Linked DNA regions of Gossypium hirsutum: region 1 is linked to region 2. Evidence: chromatin contacts called from public Hi-C data. All regions are on one chromosome and are shown on one strand. The core of a region is the stretch at or near the end of the contact, and the rest is flanking DNA. Distances in the headings are between cores, read along the strand shown.

Region 1 (5,724 bases), core at 2,923-5,422, 130 kb after region 2:
TGTTTCATGACATGTACATATATGATTATCTTTGATATGTTGATACAAGGAAATTATGTAAGTTGAGACTATTATTAAACTCAAGTGCGATATGTAGAGAAAATAAGTATATCAATGTTGAATTTAGATGAAATATGTGCAAGTATACTAACAATGATGTTGTTTGACGCTTAGACAAGTGCCAAACTATTGATTGAATGGTAACATGTTTAATTATAAGGAGCATTGAAATAGTAAGTACTTAGATGAAAATAAAATTTAAGATTTTGTGAATTTTTTTTTATAATCCCGATTTAATTCCGGTTGGTTTCTAATGTATGTTTGGGGCTTCGAGGGCCCAATAGAGAGACGTTATGATTATTTTCAAAATATGAATAATAAATGACTCAGAATTATCTGAAAATGTTCAGTAAACTCTGGTAATGCCTCGTACCCTATTTCGGCAATGGATACGGGTAGGGGTGTTACAAAATCGGTAATGAATTTTTTTATACTGTTCACCTATCCAAGCTGAGGTTACATTCCTATTTTTATTGACTTTAGAACAAGTATCGTTAGGGTTTGAACTCCTAATTTGCCAAGTCTGGTCTAGAAGCCCATGTGAACCAAGAACATTTTTCATTGCAGACTGCCTTTAACCTTCTTAAATCATTTTTGGGAAACTTAATAAAATAACTATTCAACCTACCATACTGCTTGGCAGCTTCTTTTAGACTGTGTTTAGACTTAAATAACATTCCAACCTTAAGTCTAAGATTACTCATGTCATTCTCTAGGTTGAACTCAGGCCAATTTTGGCCATCTGAGTCAGATCCATGTGCACTATCTAACCTCCCAGAATCATCACTATCATACAGTTCATCTACTTCTATACCATCCATGTTTAAACCATCTAAAGTAACTCTTTCAGATGCATCACTATCACTACCAGACACATCACTACCAGACACGTTTTCTTCATTCTCATTAAAATTGTCATCAATTAAACCTGTCAAACAAAGTACTCATCAATAAAGGCAGACAACATAGGCAAACACTTTAACCATTTTTTTCAGACAATAACCAATACAAAATACCCAATAATTTAATACAAACACTTCTGTCATGCACATGACAGACAACAACGAATAAAAAAATTAATTTAATCAAACACAACCATTTTTCTCATGCACATGGCAGACAATAATAGGCAATAACCAGTACAATAAAGAAGGTAAATAACAATAGGAGCTTGGATACAAACAATGACAGATATAGACAATAAACATCAGTTTAATAATGTATAATTTAATCGCAGATACAAACAATGGCAGATATACACAATAAACATCAATTTAATAATGTATAATTTAATTGCAGATACAAACAATGGCAGATATACACAATAAACATCAATTTGATAATGACATTCATACAATGGCAGATACAAACAATGACAGATATACACAATAAACATCAATTTGATAATGACATTCATACAATGGCAGATATACACAATAAAGATCAGTTTGATAATGACATTCATATAATGACAGATACAAACAATGGCATATATACACAATAAAGATCAGTTTGATAATGGCATTCATACAATGGCAGATACAAACAATAAACATCAAAATCAAAATCGAAATAACCCTAAACAATGGCAGACACAATACACTACACATTATATGTCATAATCTTTAAAAACCAAACCTTAATCTGTTATGCACATTAATAACAAATAAAATCAAAATCGAAATAACCCTAAATCAAAATCTAAATCGAAATCAAAATCAAATTCTAATCCTAAATTGAGATCAAAATCGAAATTGAAATCAAAATCTAAATCAGAATCAGTGAGTGTTTCAAAATTGTAATCAAAATCGAAATAGAAATCGAAATCAAAATCAAAATTAAATTTGAAATCGAAATATCCCTAATTAACCCTAAATCGAAATAACAGCATTGAAATCCAAAAAATTTAAAACTAAATGCAAGAACTTACCCGTTAAAATGGATGTAACAACACTAGTAGCTTCCCTTCTATTGCCTATTGTCTCTGACAATCAAAAACTTCTGGTTCGTCTTCTTTTCTCCCTAAACAAAATAAACCACCCTAAACCCTAAAACTTATACCCTGTTAATCGATTATTGAACTCATTTTTAACCCTAAAACTTTTTAATCGATTCCCAATTCAGTTTAAAGCCTAAAAAACCCTAAATCACGATCGAAATTTCCCAAATCGATTTTCCTTTCCCCCTCAATCCCCTTAAAGCTAATCTGTTTCTAACCCTAAAACATTAACCCATTAACCCTTCAATTTTTTTTCCCTAAACCCGTCCCAAACCCATCAGCCGTCGCCAATGTGGCAAGTTAACTTGCCACATTAGCGGTTAACTTGTCACGTCAACAATCCCGTTAATACCCTAACGGTAGCTGTTAGTTAGTGACTGTTTTGTCACTTTTTTATAACGTTAGTGATCGTTTTGTTACTTTTTGAAAGTTAAGTGACTGAAATGAAATCTAGGTGACTGTTTTGTCATTTACCCCAAAGTTTGGTGACTGTTGGTGTAATTTACCCTAATATTATTTAGAAAACATAATAATTAACAAATCAACTTTTCATAAAATAATAATAATTGATATTAAAATGAATATAATATTATTTAGAAATTATATTATATATTTATTTAAATCAATTTAATAGTACTTGCAAAATAAATAGTTTTATATTTTTAAGCAATAAAAATTTTAAAATTTGAACAATATTAAAAAGTAAAAAAAATAATCTAAAAAATTTTATAACATTATTTTTTATATATTTTTAAAGAATATTTTTAATGTTGCGAAATATTTGTTTTTAGAAAAATTTAATAACATCGATCTTTAAACTTTTAATATATATATTTTAAATTTTCTTAATTTTAACCAAATAATTAACTTTTGAAATATTCACTAAAGCATAATTTATAATTATTTATAAAAAAATTGTTCATAATTAAAATATGTTTCTGATTATTGGAATATTTTATTAAAGTATAAATGTTGAAATCTTAAATATAAACTTTTCTCTAAATCTACTATCATCATTCACTTAATATGTTATTCTTACCGTATAAATACAAATATAAATTATTGCTATCATATGTATTGAGAGTGAGTATTTACTTTGGAGTGTCTTACTCCCTCAATAAAAGGTATTGTTTTTATAAGAGCTTTTATCTTCCGTATTTTGAGGAGAACTCAGAGAGGTTTATTAAGTTTAAAAAGTATCTTGATTGGTGAAGATATGATTTATAAATTCAAGGAACAAAATGTTAATGTTATACAAAACATTAATTATACATATTACACTCATGGAGGTTCGAACCACTAACCAAGGCATGCATCCATACCTTAATTAAAGCTGGATTAATGCTCTAAGATCCAAGTTTCAAGTCCTCTCTATTACGTTCCTTCTCCAATTTGTAAAAATTGTAGTAGTTTAACACATACAATTAGGGGGTAAGCGTTCAATTGAATTGAGTCAAATTAAGTGAAAAAATTTCGAGTTGACGAGTCCTATTTTATCATCCTAACTCGATTTGAATTTTTTTTCGAATCGAGTGAAATTGTTTGAGTTAAATTTAAAAATTAAATATGTCAAACTAAAATCTTGTTACAGTATAACTAATTTCATGTTATAACACATAAAATTAAAACAATATATATTTGAAAACTTTTTCAAAGAAAAATAAAAAAAAATACTTTAGTATGATAAACTTGAATCATTAATTAACTTATTTAGATCCCAAAATTATTATTCTAGAAATTTTTAATTTTTTAAAATTTTTATGTATTTCTTAGAATTTTTTTATAGTTTTTTAAAATTATAAAATTTTAAATTACAAAAATTATTTTGAATTATTTTGTAATTTTTGTTGAGAGAGACCAATTTTTTCATTTTCAAACTTCACAAGGACCAAAAGGGTATTTATACCAATCTGTTATTCGAATTATTCGAGTTTTTCGAATTATAAAATTTAATTCAATTCAAACTCAAAACTCGAACTACTTATTTAAATTGACTCGAATAATTCAATTTATTTAACTCAAATCGAGTTTTACTATATTACTTGCGTGATTTGCCAGGAAAATATGAACCAAATTATTCTCAATAGAAAATACATTAGGGAAAACTAAAAGGATGGTGAGGGACAATATGTCGAGTTCTCTCTGTGAAAACGATGGTCTTGGAAAACCCATTGGGGAAGAGTTGATCCCTAAGAAGGTTAGGTTCAGAGAAAAGGTGGAAGAACCGAGTAATGATATGATGATCGAGCTGTCCTCAGATCAACCTACTTCATGGAGAGACATGCTTGTCAGTCAATCCTCAAAGAATGGTTCTAATGGTTTGGATGAAAAGGAAGCTTTTGATATTTTGGAAGGAGACATTCAGAGGACTGTTGTGAATGGAGTGCCTTCTATCACTTTCTCAGAACGGATTTACCAAATCTTTATCCAAGGTATGGATAATACTGTGATTGTAAAACTTCTAGGCCGTAACATTGGTTTTTCAGTTTTACAGAATAAATTTTACATAATGTGGAGACCATCAGCACCTATTCATATGATGGACATTGAAAATGGCTATTTTCTAGTCAAATTCCAAAATAAGATGGATTGTGATAAGGTTCTCTCCGAAGGACTGTGGACTATTTTTGGTCAGTATTTGACCGTTCAGCCTTGGACAATGGCTTTTGATCCTACACAAGCTTTCCCAAGTGTTGTAATGGCATGGATTAGATTCCTTGCGTTACCTAGCTATTTATACAACCGCAAAATAATCACAGAAATTAGAGAACTTGTGGGTAAGGTGGTTAAATTAGATATGAATACTGACAATAGAACGCAGGGACGATTTGCTAGAATGGCGGTTTATGTCAACCTGGAAGAGCCACTAGTGTCCCAAATCTTGATTAATGGGCGAATTCAAAAGGTAGAATATGAATCTCTTTCTACTATTTGTTTTCATTGTGGAAGGTATGGGCATGTGGAAAACATTTGTAGAGATGAACGCTAACTCATCTATGTCGATACCAGAGAACCAAAAAATGACCGTTGAAGAAGCGGAGAAGAAAGAAGCAAATTCCAGACCTTGGATGATATTAGAAAGGAAATCAAGGCGTAAATCAATGGAGAATATGTAAAAATTAACTGCAAATTATGAGAAAGAAAAGGTAGGTTCCAGATTCAATGGCCTTAAGAATAGGGATTCAAATCAATAATATTAAGCCAGAGATGTAGAAGATATTAGGCGTACTAAAGGGAAAGATTGCAGGGGAGATTTGGGAATCTAGAATAACGGACAGCCCGATTTTAATAAGATGATAAATAAAGGAAAATTCAAAGAGGTAGGCTCAAACATGCTTCTAGGACCAGTTTTCAAATATGGGAATGGACCTCAATTGGACCCTAGCTTGATCCAAAAGAACACTAATAACATTGTGCAGATTAATGAAAAGGTTACCACAGCTTTGGGCTTAGAAGATGCTGTGCCCAAACAAGCCTGGAATTTGATGGACTGTAATGCCCAGATCGAAGGGATGCAACAGAGCCCTGGTGCTCCTAGTAGCTGTAGCCGAGCCTCAGTGGCGGAGAATATGCCAAAGCAAACTATCGATGGGGCGACACTGCATGTCGAAGGAGAGCCTTCAACGCACCGGGTAAACCTGATTTTAAAGGGGGTTGACAGAGGC
Region 2 (5,756 bases), core at 2,834-5,333:
AAGAAGCGTTTTACACGAATCCGTTACCCGATTGCTTGTGCCAGAGGGCATCGCAGACTGTAAATACATCTATCAGAGAATCAAATAGAAAGTTAGATAGGTCGATGCAAAAAGAGCAATTGCTTTTATTGAAGGTCCTCTAAATTGTTTAATGGTACACGAATGGGGATTGCGGAGTATGTATATCTCGCGTTTTAGGAAATTGATTCCATTTCAACAGATAAGACGCCTGATTGTGTCGTACCGGATAAGTATAACATAGGATAAAACTGAAGCTGGGAAATTCATATTGCCTTAGGCTATGATTTGTACCCATGCTCGTTTATCTATTGATTTTTTTATTTGGCATTTGTATAGCGATATCTTTTCTATTTCATTCTTTCAATTTCTTCCATTTTTGCATTATTTATAAGCACGATCATCATTTTGTAAACGATGAAGATAATAATAAAACTGATTGTTGGCCATAAAATACATTTATTAATATGATTATTTATTATAACATAAAAAGCTATATATATATATATATTGTAAAGATTCCTCATTTTCTTAATTTCTTTAATGCAGTTTTCTTAAATTTGCTGGAAGAACTTGTATATTCATGTTAGACACATCTGAACAAGAACAAGAACAAAAACATAGGGCATAGCTCTCAAAAAGAAATTAAATTTATTGGTGTCGGACAGATATCAATATCCAACACTTGAACCTATGTAACGTAGGCTATATATAACTCCATTTTATCAATCATGATCCAGTCAAAACGGGTACATGCCAAAATTTCTTATTTCCTGAAAATGCCGTTTCTCATTTGACAACTTCACTGGATTTCCCGAAAAGTACCGTCTTACAGAGGACCTGGAAAAGTACCGTTCTCCCTTTGCTCGTTCCATCGATCTATCTGCAGGACAAAAGAGTAACCAATCATTCACAAAAGGAACAAGATTAAATGACAGCATTGGTTCACAAATTACACAAACAAATTAATCGAATTTGATTCATGTTTTTAAGACCCATACAACACTAACCAAAACATTCGAATAATTTAGACCAAGTCTGGATGAATGGATTAATCAAGCATTACATTTGAACTCACTCAACCCCTATTAGATATTTTTGTTTAACCGCTCTTCAATATCAGATCATCTATAACTAATATGGATAAATCTAAAAATTACACATCAACTTTGGTTTAATGTGCACATTTATAAATGAAAATTTAATTTGATCCAATTCTCACAAATTATTAATACAATTATTGATATAGCATCTTTTTATGTTTATATATTGCATATACAAATAATTATATTTATCAATATAAAAATAAATTAATCTATATATTTATTTAAATGTGTATGATTGAATCAAAATTAAAGTTTCATGTATAAATTTAAACCACAATCAAAGTTTCATGTATATAATTGCACCAAATCAAAGTTTATGTATCGAATTGCACAATGACTCAAAATCCATGTATAATTTTGATATTTGTCCCCAACTAATATTCACATTCTAGAGTTAATTTAGCAACTGATATCTCAAAATGACGTAGGGCTATATGGAATTCCTTGATTTATGCATGTAGAGCAACAAAAAGAACTAATCCGATCATATTTAAAAGTTAAAACCATTATGCAACCGGTTATGATGAAGATAAAATGTACTACAGTTCTTGGAAGAAAATACGCACCCATTCTCCCGGACATAGGGCACGATAGTACTTGGCAAATTTATCACACTCTGAAGCATCTTCTCCTTTTGCAGCTACACAACTACGTAAGACGAAAAGATTTTTTTTTTTAAAATGTCAAGAGCCATTGCTGGAAGAAACAAACCATATTATGTTCATAAGATACAATATAATTCATAAACAAAGTTTAACTCACCGATGGTACTCAATATATCGAGTGAAGCAATGCCTTGTTTGGTTTGTAGTTGGGAAGCGAAAATCTGCAGGAGCAGTCTCAAGCTGAATGCCGAGCATGCACCATAGTATGTAAGTGAAGCAATCTAACAGGCAACATTGATTAAGCTCTTAATGAACGGTTGAGAACGCTACCTTTATCTCCGGTGTTTCTTCAGCATCACCTGAGCTCTCTTCGGTACGTTCATTACTTTCTTCCACAGCAACTTGAGCATCTTCAACACTGTTCTCAGCAACAGGATTGGCTTCGGTGTTTTCTTCAGCAACAGCAGGAGGAACCTCAGTACTTTCCACAAGAGGAGCAGGAGTCTCGACTTCCTCGGTCACCACTTCCTTGGAAGAAGTATTAGCTGAATTTTCGACCTCTTCTGCATCAGCTGCTTTTGTAGCCACATCTGATTTCTCCGCTTTTTCCTTCAGTGAATATTGCTGCATGTCCAAAGATTCAAAAAAAAACATACTCTGGTCAAATAACCTCTTTTGCTCTGATTTTTATTTTTCTTGAAGTACCCGAATCTGACACTCATGTTCACCACATCGAAATGGGGATATGACCTCCAGGATTCTCCAAATACATAGAAAAAACTTAAAAAAGAAAACAAAAACTCACCATACCGTTTCAAGCACAAATACATATCAAATACTAACACCCAAAATCCAGTAACATAGCAAATAACTATGAATTACAAAGCTTAGTATCAGCCCAAATACACAAAGCATTTTACAAGCGCGAGAAGTAGGGATTTCATTGATGTTATCAGCTCCAAAATTTAGCAACCAAGTTTGCATCTTAGCTAATTTTAAGCAAGAATGGGATATCCAAGAAGAAGTAAAAACAAGCTTGAAAGAAGATAAAGAAAACCCAATTTATCATTCTAGAGTATAGATGAACATTATTGTTCACACAAAATAATCATGAGTAGATTTGCTTTTAGTTCAAGAAGTGCAATGTAGATGCAATACTAATATCTGAGTTGGCATTTCGACTACAATACCAGTGAAACGTTACCTTCCCTTACTCAAAACCTTCTGATTTAAGCCGCAAACTTCAACTCAAAAATTTCATCTGATCATGCCTTAGTATTAGTTTCTTTTATTAAGCACCAGAAGTCCACAACTAGTGATAAACACAATGAACGTTTGCTTGAAATGTTACATTTCTTTGACATTCAGTTACAAATGAACCCTTTGACAAGAAAAAATATCATGCACATAAAACTCAAATCGGCAGAATCACAAGGGAGATCATAGAGCAACTTCAACGGACCAATACAGAAAGAAAAAAGAGTTGCAATGAATTTCGAAACAAAAATGTTCATATGATATTGAAAAAAATAGGACTTCATTGTAGTCGATAACAAGCATCGGCAATCAAAATGTAATCACAACAGCAATCTCGAAACTTCAAATAGCCGACATGATCTAGTCACTAAATAATTCTAATTTCAGAAATGATATCTATTATTACTTGATCCGATCCGCTCATTTCGATCTGCTGATTTCAATCCCATCTAAACTAACTTCTAAAAAACCAAAATTAAATATCCAAAACAGTCCAAAAATTGAAAGAAAAATAAAATGAACAAAAAAGGCCAAAGCAACGGAGATCGTATTCCTACAAGGACTGAAACAACCTACGATTATTGCTTCGGAAGAAATGAATTTGGAAATTGAAGCAGCGAGAGTAAAATTGCACCTCAAAGATCATTCCGATCCAATTTAAAGTAACTTCTAAAAAACCGAAATTGAACATCTAAAACAGTTTAAAAAACAAAAAAAAATAAAAGAAGAAGAAGAAATAGCAAAGGCCAAAAGAGTAATAATTGCACCTCAGATAGGGAAGGCGGAGTTTCTGTTTGAGCTTCCGCCATTGCTGGAAGAGGAGGCGATCAGCTGATGGTGACCGGCGACTGGCGAGTTATAGAAGGCGGCTAATCAAGGATAAAACGGCTTGAGACAGAAATATGTTGGTTAGGGTTTAGGTCAGAATTTTTGAGGAGTCGTAAGCGAAAAGATATTGACTTCACGCAACTTGCGCCACGTGTTACATTCTTTGCAGAGCTGCCGGTATACAATTTTAGAAGCTGCGCGGCACTCGCTAGGCCTGCCTTTTCCTTGGCTTTTTGGACTGACTGGGAGGTCGCCTGCTCGACAACTTTGGGGGTGCCGAGTAGGCTACTAGTTATGGGCCTTTTATCTTTGGCCCATTCTTTTTGTAAGCAGTTTTGTTTGTTATGCATATGGTATAATTGGTAAAAATAATATTTGTTCAGAGTTAATAATAAATTAATTTTTAGCTACTTACATAATTTATTTTTGAAAAAGAGAAGAAATATTTTTATTTTTTTAAAGATGACTTATTTTTTACTAGATTCTTTTACTTATCTTTCTAATTTTTAGTTTAAATTTTTATTAATTACTTTTTATTTTATGTTTAATTATTATAATATATATGTAATAAATAAATTTTGTCATCATATTATTATACTAATAATCAAATGAGGCGTGACAATATTCTTACTCAAACGGTGGTTGTATAGCTAGAAAAGTTAATATTGTTTTATGTATTAAGCACTTTTAACCATGTTACATCAAAGAAATTACGTATTTAAATTTTTTGGGGTACATTATAAATTAGAGAAAGAATTAGCTTGCCAAAGTATTTTCTGAATTTTAAGATACCAACATAGAGTAAGTTTCAACCCATTGCTTCTCTAAGTTTGATACTTACATATATAAGTTTTTGTACCGAAGAAGAAACAATGAACAGGCATCGGCCTGCAACAATGGAGTGATGCTCTCCGGAGGAAGATCAAGTTGGCAAAAGTTCTCATCAAGACCCTGCACTAAGTTTGCCAAATGGTCGGCACACCAGTTTCCCTCTCTAAGAGTATGACGCACTTCGATTACTCAGCCTTCGATAATAACAGCCAAGCAATCACGAACAAGGGTACTCAAAGGATGAATATTATCAAACGGGTGGTTCAGAAAACAAACAGCTAGCATAACATCAAATTCCATAATCAGTTTCGGAACGCCCAACCGTCTTGCCAAATGAAGTCCTTTCCTCACGCCACAAAGCTCCGCTTGGAGACTATCCGTGTAGCCGATTTTCAGCATGAAACCCCATACGTAATATCACGAATCAAATCAAACCACCTGCAAAGGCTAACTTAGTGCTCACTGCTACTCTTTACAGCACCGTCGATATTTAAGATAAAACAACCATTTGGAGGACGCCGCCAATGAACCCATGTTGGTCCACGATGGATTTTAGCCACAAATAAGTGATTCCCTGTGCAAATATCCTGCGCAAACTTCCTTGCATAAGCGAGAATTTACACTGGGGAAGGATCCTCTCCTTTGAACACTGAGCTCTTTCGACCCTTCCACAGACCCCATAAAACCATGGTAAATAGAATACCCCAAGGGACTGAATAAACTGAAGAAAAGTTCCTTGTAAATTTATACTCCAACCAGTGGGTAAACGACATAAAAAAAAGTCTGATTGAAAGCATACGATAAGACCCTTATTTCCGACCTGACTTAGTGGGTCATACGACAACTGCGCAAAATATGCTTGATAGACTCCAAGAATAGCGGCAACTTGCACAAGCTTCATCATTCGTTAAATTTTTTTCTCTCTCTTTTATCTAATTAATATTTAAATGATTCAAAATCATCACCCACATTGTTAGCATGATTCTCATCATGGGCCTAAACCCGTCTTAGATTTGGGTCTGGGTCCTAAAGAATTCACAGACTAGCAGGCTTGACCCAAGAGGTAGATTCGCAGGGTGAGTTTGCAAGATGGCGAGCCAAACTTGACCCC

What was found. A called contact is a pair of places that touch in the nucleus more often than the background predicts.
Region 1: a contact with region 2 is called in a Hi-C map of leaf, with 3 times the contacts expected there. The contact joins the promoter of LOC107960623 here to the promoter of LOC107943927 in region 2. A contact is called at or near these places in 2 of 34 Hi-C or Micro-C datasets (both in leaf).

What each region holds. Positions count from the first base shown.
Region 1 is chrA05:30,375,917-30,381,640 of Gossypium_hirsutum_v2.1, forward strand. It overlaps LOC107960623, which reads left to right and starts at 4,173. Exons shown (of 1, transcript XM_016896939.1): 1 at 4,173-5,048. The coding sequence starts at 4,173. The coding sequence ends at 5,048.
Region 2 is chrA05:30,241,805-30,247,560 of Gossypium_hirsutum_v2.1, forward strand. LOC107943927 (cytochrome c oxidase subunit 6b-1) reads right to left here and starts at 4,084. Exons shown (of 5, transcript XM_016877741.2): 1 at 3,754-4,084; 2 at 2,060-2,353; 3 at 1,887-1,969; 4 at 1,691-1,772; 5 at 647-901. The coding sequence starts at 3,795. The coding sequence ends at 848. It overlaps LOC107943926 (O-fucosyltransferase 7), which reads left to right. Exons shown (of 12, transcript XM_016877739.2): 12 at 1-394. The coding sequence ends at 143.